Linked DNA regions of Arachis hypogaea: region 2 is linked to region 1. Evidence: chromatin contacts called from public Hi-C data. All regions are on one chromosome and are shown on one strand. The core of a region is the stretch at or near the end of the contact, and the rest is flanking DNA. Distances in the headings are between cores, read along the strand shown. Region 1 has its middle 12 kb from the start of LOC112792655. Region 2 holds the start of LOC112792688 (LRR repeats and ubiquitin-like domain-containing protein At2g30105).

The links. Hi-C and Micro-C count contacts between places; a contact is called where the count stands out from the background.
Region 2: a Hi-C map of an unstated tissue shows a contact between it and region 1, with 3 times the contacts expected there. The contact joins the promoter of LOC112792688 here to the enhancer-like site in region 1. A contact is called at or near these places in 4 of 8 Hi-C or Micro-C datasets (leaf and an unstated tissue).

What each region holds. Positions count from the first base shown.
Region 1 is chr1:6,629,712-6,633,881 of arahy.Tifrunner.gnm2.J5K5, forward strand. No RefSeq gene overlaps it. Among protein-coding and RNA genes, the nearest start is that of LOC112792655, 12 kb to the right of the region's middle. Within about 2 kb of position 2,735, at least 3 of the 3 cell types and tissues checked have open chromatin away from gene starts, as enhancers often do.
Region 2 is chr1:6,670,071-6,674,811 of arahy.Tifrunner.gnm2.J5K5, forward strand. It overlaps LOC112792688 (LRR repeats and ubiquitin-like domain-containing protein At2g30105), which reads left to right and starts at 2,263. Exons shown (of 10, transcript XM_025836016.3): 1 at 2,263-2,707; 2 at 2,791-2,885; 3 at 4,267-4,422. The coding sequence starts at 2,542.

The DNA of each region.
Region 1 (4,170 bases), core at 1,485-3,984:
TTCAGAGACATTGGCTTCAGAAGGCAAGGCTGGGTCTGAACCATTAGTATGTATTGGTTGCTGATCATCTTTAATAGGTGGATGGAAATGTTGGGACTGAGTTGATGGTGGCTCATCCGGTAGGACAGATGTTGGGGGAGGCTGAGAACTCTGTCTTGCTTCATGGGATGATGAAGGTGCTGGATCTGCTGTCTGTTGGGGCATACTGAGACTGTCCTCTTTTTGGACCTCAATTTCAACTTGGTTATTTTCTTCATGGGCCTCACCCCTTTTTTAGGTCTCTTTCACAACTTGGACATGACCTACTATTTCAACATCGTCATCATTTTTCACTACTATCAATATTCTTCTTGGACTCTTCTTTAGAATTTGAACTCTTTTAGCACAGTTCTTTATTCTCATCTTTGATGGAGTCATATTCTTCTCCTCAACTAACACAGGATGATCCACCGGATGCTCTGTATAGACATTAATTTTGTTACCATTCTTCACAGCTGCCTCATACATTTTAACTATGTCCATATCAACTCTTAGGTCCCTCAACCCATCATCAAGCTCCTTCTAGGTTTTTGCCAGTAAAAATTAGCAATAGACGTATATCCAATGTCTTTCAGCAAATCAGATATGAAAAAAGCATTGAGGGTATCAACGTTAACCCTCTCGATCTCTGTTACTTTTCCACCAATGTAAATAACCTTCCCACAAGGCCCTCTCTCAAACCGTCCTCTATGATTAATACCCAGTGTTATATGAATGGTGGTCATTCTTGGAAGTGAAATTAAACAATACAATCTAAGAAAATATTGTATGTAACTACAGCTAACACAAATCTTCAACCAACTATTCTAACAATTCTCAAACATATAAAATTAATTACATGGTTTGATAAGGTAACAGAATCTGTCTAACTAGTAGCAATGACATATGAAATTAATCAAGAGTGGCAATGAGCGGATCAAAGGGAGTGACGTCTTCGTTGTCGACGACGAAACCCTTGGCTTCAGGCTTTGCTCGCTAATCTATGCACGATTCTCTGTTACGTATTCGTGGTAATCGCTTGGGAGTGCTCCGGTCGTCTTCTCCAAATTAGGAATGGAGTGATGGCGATGATGAACTTCTGCTAGGGCACAACAGATTCTCCCGCAAAATGTTCTTCAATTTCCAAACTCTTAGTCCAAAAAATTGTTCACTTACACGTAGATAGGGCTTTGGAGTGTCATGTAGGGTCAATAACTACGAAGCAAGTGCCAACCCAAGACAAGGTACTTTTGTCACACGGAGGGCATCTTGCATAGGTACAAAGTCAGTTTTGATCTAATATGGGTACATATGTCAGCGTTTTCATTTTTTATGGGTACAAATGGTCATTTATTCTTACCCAAAATCTATCGATGGAGAAAATGAAATAAAATAAAATAAATTCTGCAAAATTGTTCATCCTTAAATATTTTTAACTAAAAAATGAGTATTGTATTTTTTGTTAATTAAACAAATTTTAATTATGTTAACTACTCTTCTCTTTTGATAAGATTATAAACAAATAAAAACTCAAAACCTACTAATTTATTTGTTAAAAAAAAAAAGAATTGCACCTTTTACTTTTGTTCAAAATACATTAGTATTCGTCTTGCAGAATTATGCTTAACATAAGCAAATTGATTTAGTTTAACCATGAAGGTCAATTAGTTAGTTGGTTAGAGACATGTAACAATATTAACCAACGAACTAATTAACACTTGCCAGCTAAGCTAACTAAATTATATATGTCTCCTAATATGTATTTGAGCTAATTGTATTATAGCTCTATTTGATTGTTAATAGAGTCCAATCTTGAGTTTGAAAAGGTATTTTAGATTTTCAAATTAAATTGTTGAAGGTTGCATAGAAGAATGGTGAAAGAGCACAAAGATGGAAGAAATCAGAGAAGAGTATGAGCTTAGTAAATTGCATGCACTGAATATGAGTCACAAAACACTTACAGCATCAACTTTAACTATTTATACTAAGTTACACAAAACTAACTAAATGAAAAATATCTATAACTATCACAACTAACATAAACAAGGTGAGTTCTATGGTGCTTTTTATTATGGTGCCTAAATTGCCTAACTTGCTTTTAAAGATAAAAAATAAAATGTTTAAAGTAAAAAGTAAAATATTTAAAATTTATTAAATATTATGTATTTATCTTTTTTGGTAAGTTAGGCACAATGTCAAAGACACCATAGCATTCACCCATAAATAAATATCACTTAGAAATAAAGTTTAAATAACTCAGTTATTTTCACCTTGAAAGCTAGCTGTTGGAGTTAAATTAATTTACTAAATTATTATACATATGATATATTTTATTATCGAGAGTTAAATTCTCGTGAAGTATGGAAAAGTTTTAAAACTCTAAGCTCAACTATCTAACCTACTAATGTGTGAGTAAATTAATTACCGTATTTTTTTTTAATCATACAACTCACACTCACACCCACTCTAATAACTCTACTTAAGAGTTTTTAATCGATGGTCTTTTTCTTATAAAGTTTACAAATTTGCCATTACTTCATTAGCCCCATAGCCTCACTTAAGGGTCTATACTTCTATCTACTATTTGGCCACCATCAAAATTTGAACTCGAATGCAACATATTAAGAAGTAATATATTTAACCAAAGCCTCAGCTGCACCATGTTTAATGTTGAATAGCCCAGTCATGGACAAATAAAAAATGTTACCATAGAATTGTTGGTCTTGACTCTCTTGAGGGGGCATCATAGTTGGAGTCATTGATAAGAAAAGGGCAAGGCCCAATCTATACATATGGAAGGGAAAAAGTTCAAAACTAACATGGAACAAACACTACTGGATTGTTCTTTGTAGGCGTTTAATCTTTTTCTTGGTTTCGTTCTTTTCTGTCATTTTTCCAATATTGGATTCAAGCTACTCAGGCCCAAATTTGGTTGGCCCAAACCAACTAGGTAAAATTTTAGTGCGTATTAAATCAGACCACATATTAATTTACCAAAAAAAAAAAATCAGACCACATATTTAGCTCAAATCTATTTTAAAAAAATCCAATCACGCATCTAATTTATGATATATTTTGTTAATGAAGATTTTTTTTTTCTTATCATAAATTCATAATCTTAGTTTCCAACTTTCCATGCTAATATAATAAGATGGTTAAAATTTAATTACTCATTTAAATAAAAAATTATGTAAATCTTTTTAGCATTTAATTACAAATATAATAGGATTATTAATAAGATTATTAACATTTAATTATTTCGTGGAAGTCTTTTAACTTTTTTTTATTTTTAATCAGTGGCTACCCCTCGTTTTATCTCTTTTTTTATTAATATTTTTTTCTATGATTCTCATTTCTTATTCTTTCTATTTGTGTACAATCACTCATCTATTTAAACATTTTTATATCAGTCATACTAAATTTGTGTTCATATTCATCTTTATCATCCAACACTCTATTCCAAAGAACATAAATAATTTAATAGAGTGCGATAAAATATATCTTTATATTTTCAAAGTATTTTTTATCTTATACTTATAGTACTCCATCATTTTAACGAACCCACTTAGATTCTATGATTACGTCATTCTCTGTCTCTCTATTTTCTTGAATAATACAATCAAAATATTTAAATCACTTTAATTAGAATATGGTGTTTTATCAAATTTTCTCTTTAGATACTGAACTTACACTCTATATATATGATCTATCTTAGTGTGTGTGATTTAGGAACAATGCATGAACTTTCAAAATTATACAAATCTAGTCTCTCTGTAACTTAACATGGAACACAAATACTGAAGTTATGAAGTATTTATTAGTGTCAGTTGGCAACTTAGTTAGGAATTATAGTTAGTTGTAGTTAACTTACTACATTTGTAAATATATATATATATATATATATATATATATATATATATATATATATATATATATATATATATATATATATCTTTTGAAAACTCTTCTCTAAACAACTTTTTGCATCGATTAGAGAATTGCCTAATGCCTATTCTCATTTCTTCTCTCTTCTTTCTCAACTGTTCATCTCTTGTAAACACAGCTCTTCCGTTTTCAACTTCCCTTCCTCTTTTATAACTTGATTTCTCCTTCACTCTTGGACTTACACAGCAGTCTAATGAGAGTTTGATC
Region 2 (4,741 bases), core at 1,013-3,512, 40 kb after region 1:
TTGGAGAAGAACTCTTTTCTATTTTTTGTTCTCTTTTTTTTATAAAAGGGCAAATATGAGATAATGCTGTTGGGTTTTCTTTTTCCTTCAGTTTTCCGTCCAGGGTTGGAAAGAAAAATTTTAGGTGGGACCCACTCTGAATTTTACACTATTTTAGTTTTCCATTAAAAATTTCATTCTAAACAAACAAGGGAAAATAAATGTTTTCCCTCTTACTTCTTTCCTTTTATTTTCTTTCCACTGGTTTTTCAATCCAAACAAACAATACCTAAAACAAAGATAAGCAGCTTTTCTGTCTTGGAGCAGGATCTTATATCGTGTATAGAAATAAAACCATCTTATATTCATAGATTGAAAAAGTTTTAAGATAGTATTACATATAATTTATGTTTAGATATCTAGTAACTTATATCCTATTTTGATCTAATTCTTTTTTTTTTCTTTTTTTTTTTGTTCATAAATATGGATATGGTTATGTTTGTAAAACCACAGTAACCCAATCAAAAGTTTTAGCCCAATGAGGCCTAGACGCCTAGCACTACAAAAGAACAGGTAATTTGTGGCGATTTTTTTTATGGATTTACAGTAATTTTAAACTGTCGCAAAATAACATATCAGCGGTTTTAGAAGCATTGCTGTTTAGGGGGTGGAGATTTAACATTGCGACAATTTTAATAAACCGCTAGCACAACTGTTACAATACCAACGAATAACGTTGGTTGATTTAGTGGTGGTTATTGAATTCGATGATAATTTTCGACGGTTTAGAACCACTGCTATCTGAGGACCATTGTATTTTTCGAATTTATTTAGCGTATTTCTCCGACTAAATGGCCGCAAAAATATTGTATTTTTGTATCGATAATCAACGCTTTTTTTAATTTGAATGTACTAGGTATTATTTTTTTGTTATTTTTGAAATTTTTCTTAATATTACAAATCTTAATTATTTTGTATTTGAACAAATAAATTGATGGATAAACGGCATTAGTAAAACTATAAACCATAGGGGTGTCCATGGATCGGATAGTATCCGTAGATCCGCGGTAAATATTCGAATCCGATCCGAAAATTGCGGATACAATCCAATCCGCAAATTGATCAGATCGGATCCGATCTGTACCCTTTGCGGATCGGGTCGCGGATATCTGCTCTATATCCGCGGATCTGCACAATAATAATTAAAAATAAATAAATAAATATATATTTGGTATTATATTTACTTATTTGTATGTTTTAGTTAGTAATTATTATTCATATATTGTATTATTTTATTTTTGTTATTTAGAAAGAGTTTGATTAAAAATATTTTAGGAATAAATAAATTTAAAAATATGAAAGAAATATTTTTATTGAATTTTTTTATATAGAAATATGATTAAAAAAAGAAGATTTAATTATGCGGATATATCCGATATTCAATCCGATCCGATCCGCACATTTGCGGATCGGATCCGACACTAAAAAATGCGGATATCATATCCAATCCGATCCGATGAAAATTGTGCGGATCGGATCGAACTTTCGGCGATATCCGATCCGGAGACACCCCTAATAAACCAAATTCATATATTTATTTGAATATGAATAAAGTGTTTTCTTTAGTGGTCTATTGTTTTGAACATAGGTCTTCTTTTCCTTAGTTGTCATTATCGTCTTTCCTTTTTTTGTATTTATTTTTTTGTATTTATTTTTTAATGCAATTGTCATCATCACTACTGCTATCGTTGTCGTCGTTATTACCGTCACCACTATCTTATTTTTTTCTTCACGTTGTTATTTTTGTTGTTTAATTTTTTCTTTTTTTTTTCTCTTCATCCTTTTTTATTATTATCATCATCCTCCTCTTTTTATTGTTTAAAATTTTAAATAAAAGAGTGAGCTGAAAAATCTAAAGTTATAAAATTTGAATTGATTATTGAACTAGTAAAATTAGATGTTGAAAAATTTAAAATTTTAAATAAAATTTAATCAATATAATAAAATAATATATTAACATATATAAAATATATTTTTTAAATTATTTTTTATTATTTTAAATAAATTATCCACAAAAATTTTATTTACTAATTTTCTAATTTTTTTATTGATTTAATGACAATTCATTTTTATCTTAAATTAAAATAGTATTTCATTTTGTCACCAAAAAAAAAATTAAAATAGTATAGTAGCTAATTTTTTTGTTACTTCGGTCAATTTTTGAACCATGGGAAGATTTCTTGTGCTAGTATGTTACATCAAACAAACAATTCCATTAAAATTGCTGGGATATTTTCAAAAAATTACAAAAATAAAAATAATAATTTTTTAATTTTTATTTTATATAAAAATGCTAAAATTACCTAAATTTTTCTACTTGATTAGTACACGATTCTTGAAAATTAGCATTTCTGTATTTAGTTATCAGATAGTAATTATATTTTGATTTCCTAAAATACCCCTAAATAATTTTAACTGAAAATTTAGGAAGAGGCGAAGCATAGAAGAATGCAGTGAAGGAGTGCAAAATCGAATCCATTTCTGGAATTGGATCGAATAAGAATGGAGGAAGCTCCTTCTTCAACGAGAAGCATAGCCATAAACGTGAAGTTCGGAGGGAAGACGATACCAATCTCAATCGCATCGGAATCAACCATCAAAGACCTCAAATCACTCCTTCTCTCTTCCACCAACGTCCTGCCACGTGGCCAGAAGCTCATCTTCAAAGGCAAGCAACTAACCAACTAACTAACTAACCGCTTTCACTATCCTTTCCTTTTTTTTCGTTTTTGAATTTATCATAACAAACAGGGAAGGTTCTGGAAGACCACAACACTTTGGGAGCATCCGGTTTGACCAATGGCTCTAAGCTCATGCTTCTTGCTTCACAGGGCTTACATCAAGGGGTATTCTCTTCTCTTGTCTTCTATATGCAGTTATTCGTTTCTTTCTTTCTTTGCTTTTTGTTGCTAATGGTACTTACTTTAGTAAAAGAAAGAAAGTGGGGATTGATTGTTTTGGCTTTAGGGCAATATGATAAATTTTGTGTCTTTCTCTCTTAGAATCAACATGAGAATTGAGAATATGAGACGGTCCTAATACTCTTATAGAGTTTGTTCAATCCCGATATTTGGTTTCTTTCAACATGGTTGCTCCATTATAGGGTAAAGCTCCCAAGCAACACATGGCCCATTTGAGTGGCAGAATTTTTGACCCCTTAACGTGTGGTCTTGGAAGAGGAGTCTTAGAGCAATACGTGAGTTGTCTCTGTGTGACCTCGAAGTCACGGGTTCAAGCTGTGGAATTGGCTACTGATGCAATTATCAAGATAGGCTGTCTGCATTACACTCTTTAGGTGCGATCCTTCTTTGGATCCAGTGTTAATGCCGGATGCTTGTGTAAAGGCTGCCCTTTCTAACGTGTCTTGGGTTTGAGGCATGGGTATGGAGAAATCGTTGTTCGGAGAGGTGTGCTCCGTATAGCGATTTTAATGCTCAAACAGGATTGATTACCTCTGGTGTGGTTTTCATCTTAAAATGTTTACTCAACTACTTGATTCGACGAAGCATTCAAAGGGGTTTTATTTTTGTGCTATGGAGATAGTATTCAATAGATTTGTTTATTTGCTTTTGGTAGGCAATAAAACGAAGGGAAAGCTTGGCTTAAACTAGAATTCCTACCGTGCAAGCCATACTAGGAAGTTGATGAAAAATGTATATCTTGAAAGGAAATTGTGGTCAAACAAATCAACTAAATTCTAGCATGATTGATCATCACCAATACTGTGTGATTTCATCAAGAAGTTATGGGGTGAGAATATATATATATATATATATATATATATATATATATATATATATATATATATTCTGATATGGATGAGTGGCTACACACTAATGGACAAAATAGGAACGAAGATATAAGAGAAAAAATTGGAGTAACACCTATTATTGGAAAGATAGAATATCGTCTTAGGTAGTTTAGACATGTGACAAGAAGATCAGTAGAGCATTTAGTTAGGAGGGTGGATGAGATGGAAAGTAATCAGGGGGTTGAAAGATAGAGGAAGATCCAAGAAGACCATACATGAGGTGGTCAAAGGAGATCTACGTGTAAAACAGTTTCACTGAAACATGATAGAGCTCAATGATATCGTTTGATCCATGTGTCCAACTCCATGTAATGGGATATGGCTTTATTGTTGTTGTTGTTGTTGTTGTTTCTACTTCCTATTACACTCAGTAAAATACTAAAATGCAGCATGAAGATTTAAAATTTCTTGTGTAGGAGGGTCCTGTCTTGAAGAAAGCTCAGGTTGTTCCCAAATTGAGGAGAGATAGCCATTCTGGGTCGAGTAATGATGCGAATAAAGTTCCTGTGAAGAACAGGGTGGAACGTTGGAAGGTGACTGGGGTTGTAGCATTGTCTGAATGCAACTTGGAGGTAATAAACAGTTCATGATTTTACGATATATTAATCAAATTATATTGGAAATCTTGGAGTTGGAGCTTAACAATCGATGTATAAGAAAGAGGCACATGTTTAATTTTACTTAATGACATGTTTTTATTTGAAGGTTATTTGGTGGTTAGTCATTTGAAATTTCTGTCTGCCTTAATTGTGAAAGGAAAGGGAGTAGCAAAAAGACAACAATGGCAAAAGGCAACCTAAATAGATTTTTCATCCTTTCTTTCTTTCCTGCATATGGTATTTAAAATTAAAATTGCTTGTCAATTATTGTTCTTGCATTCTCATTTTTCAT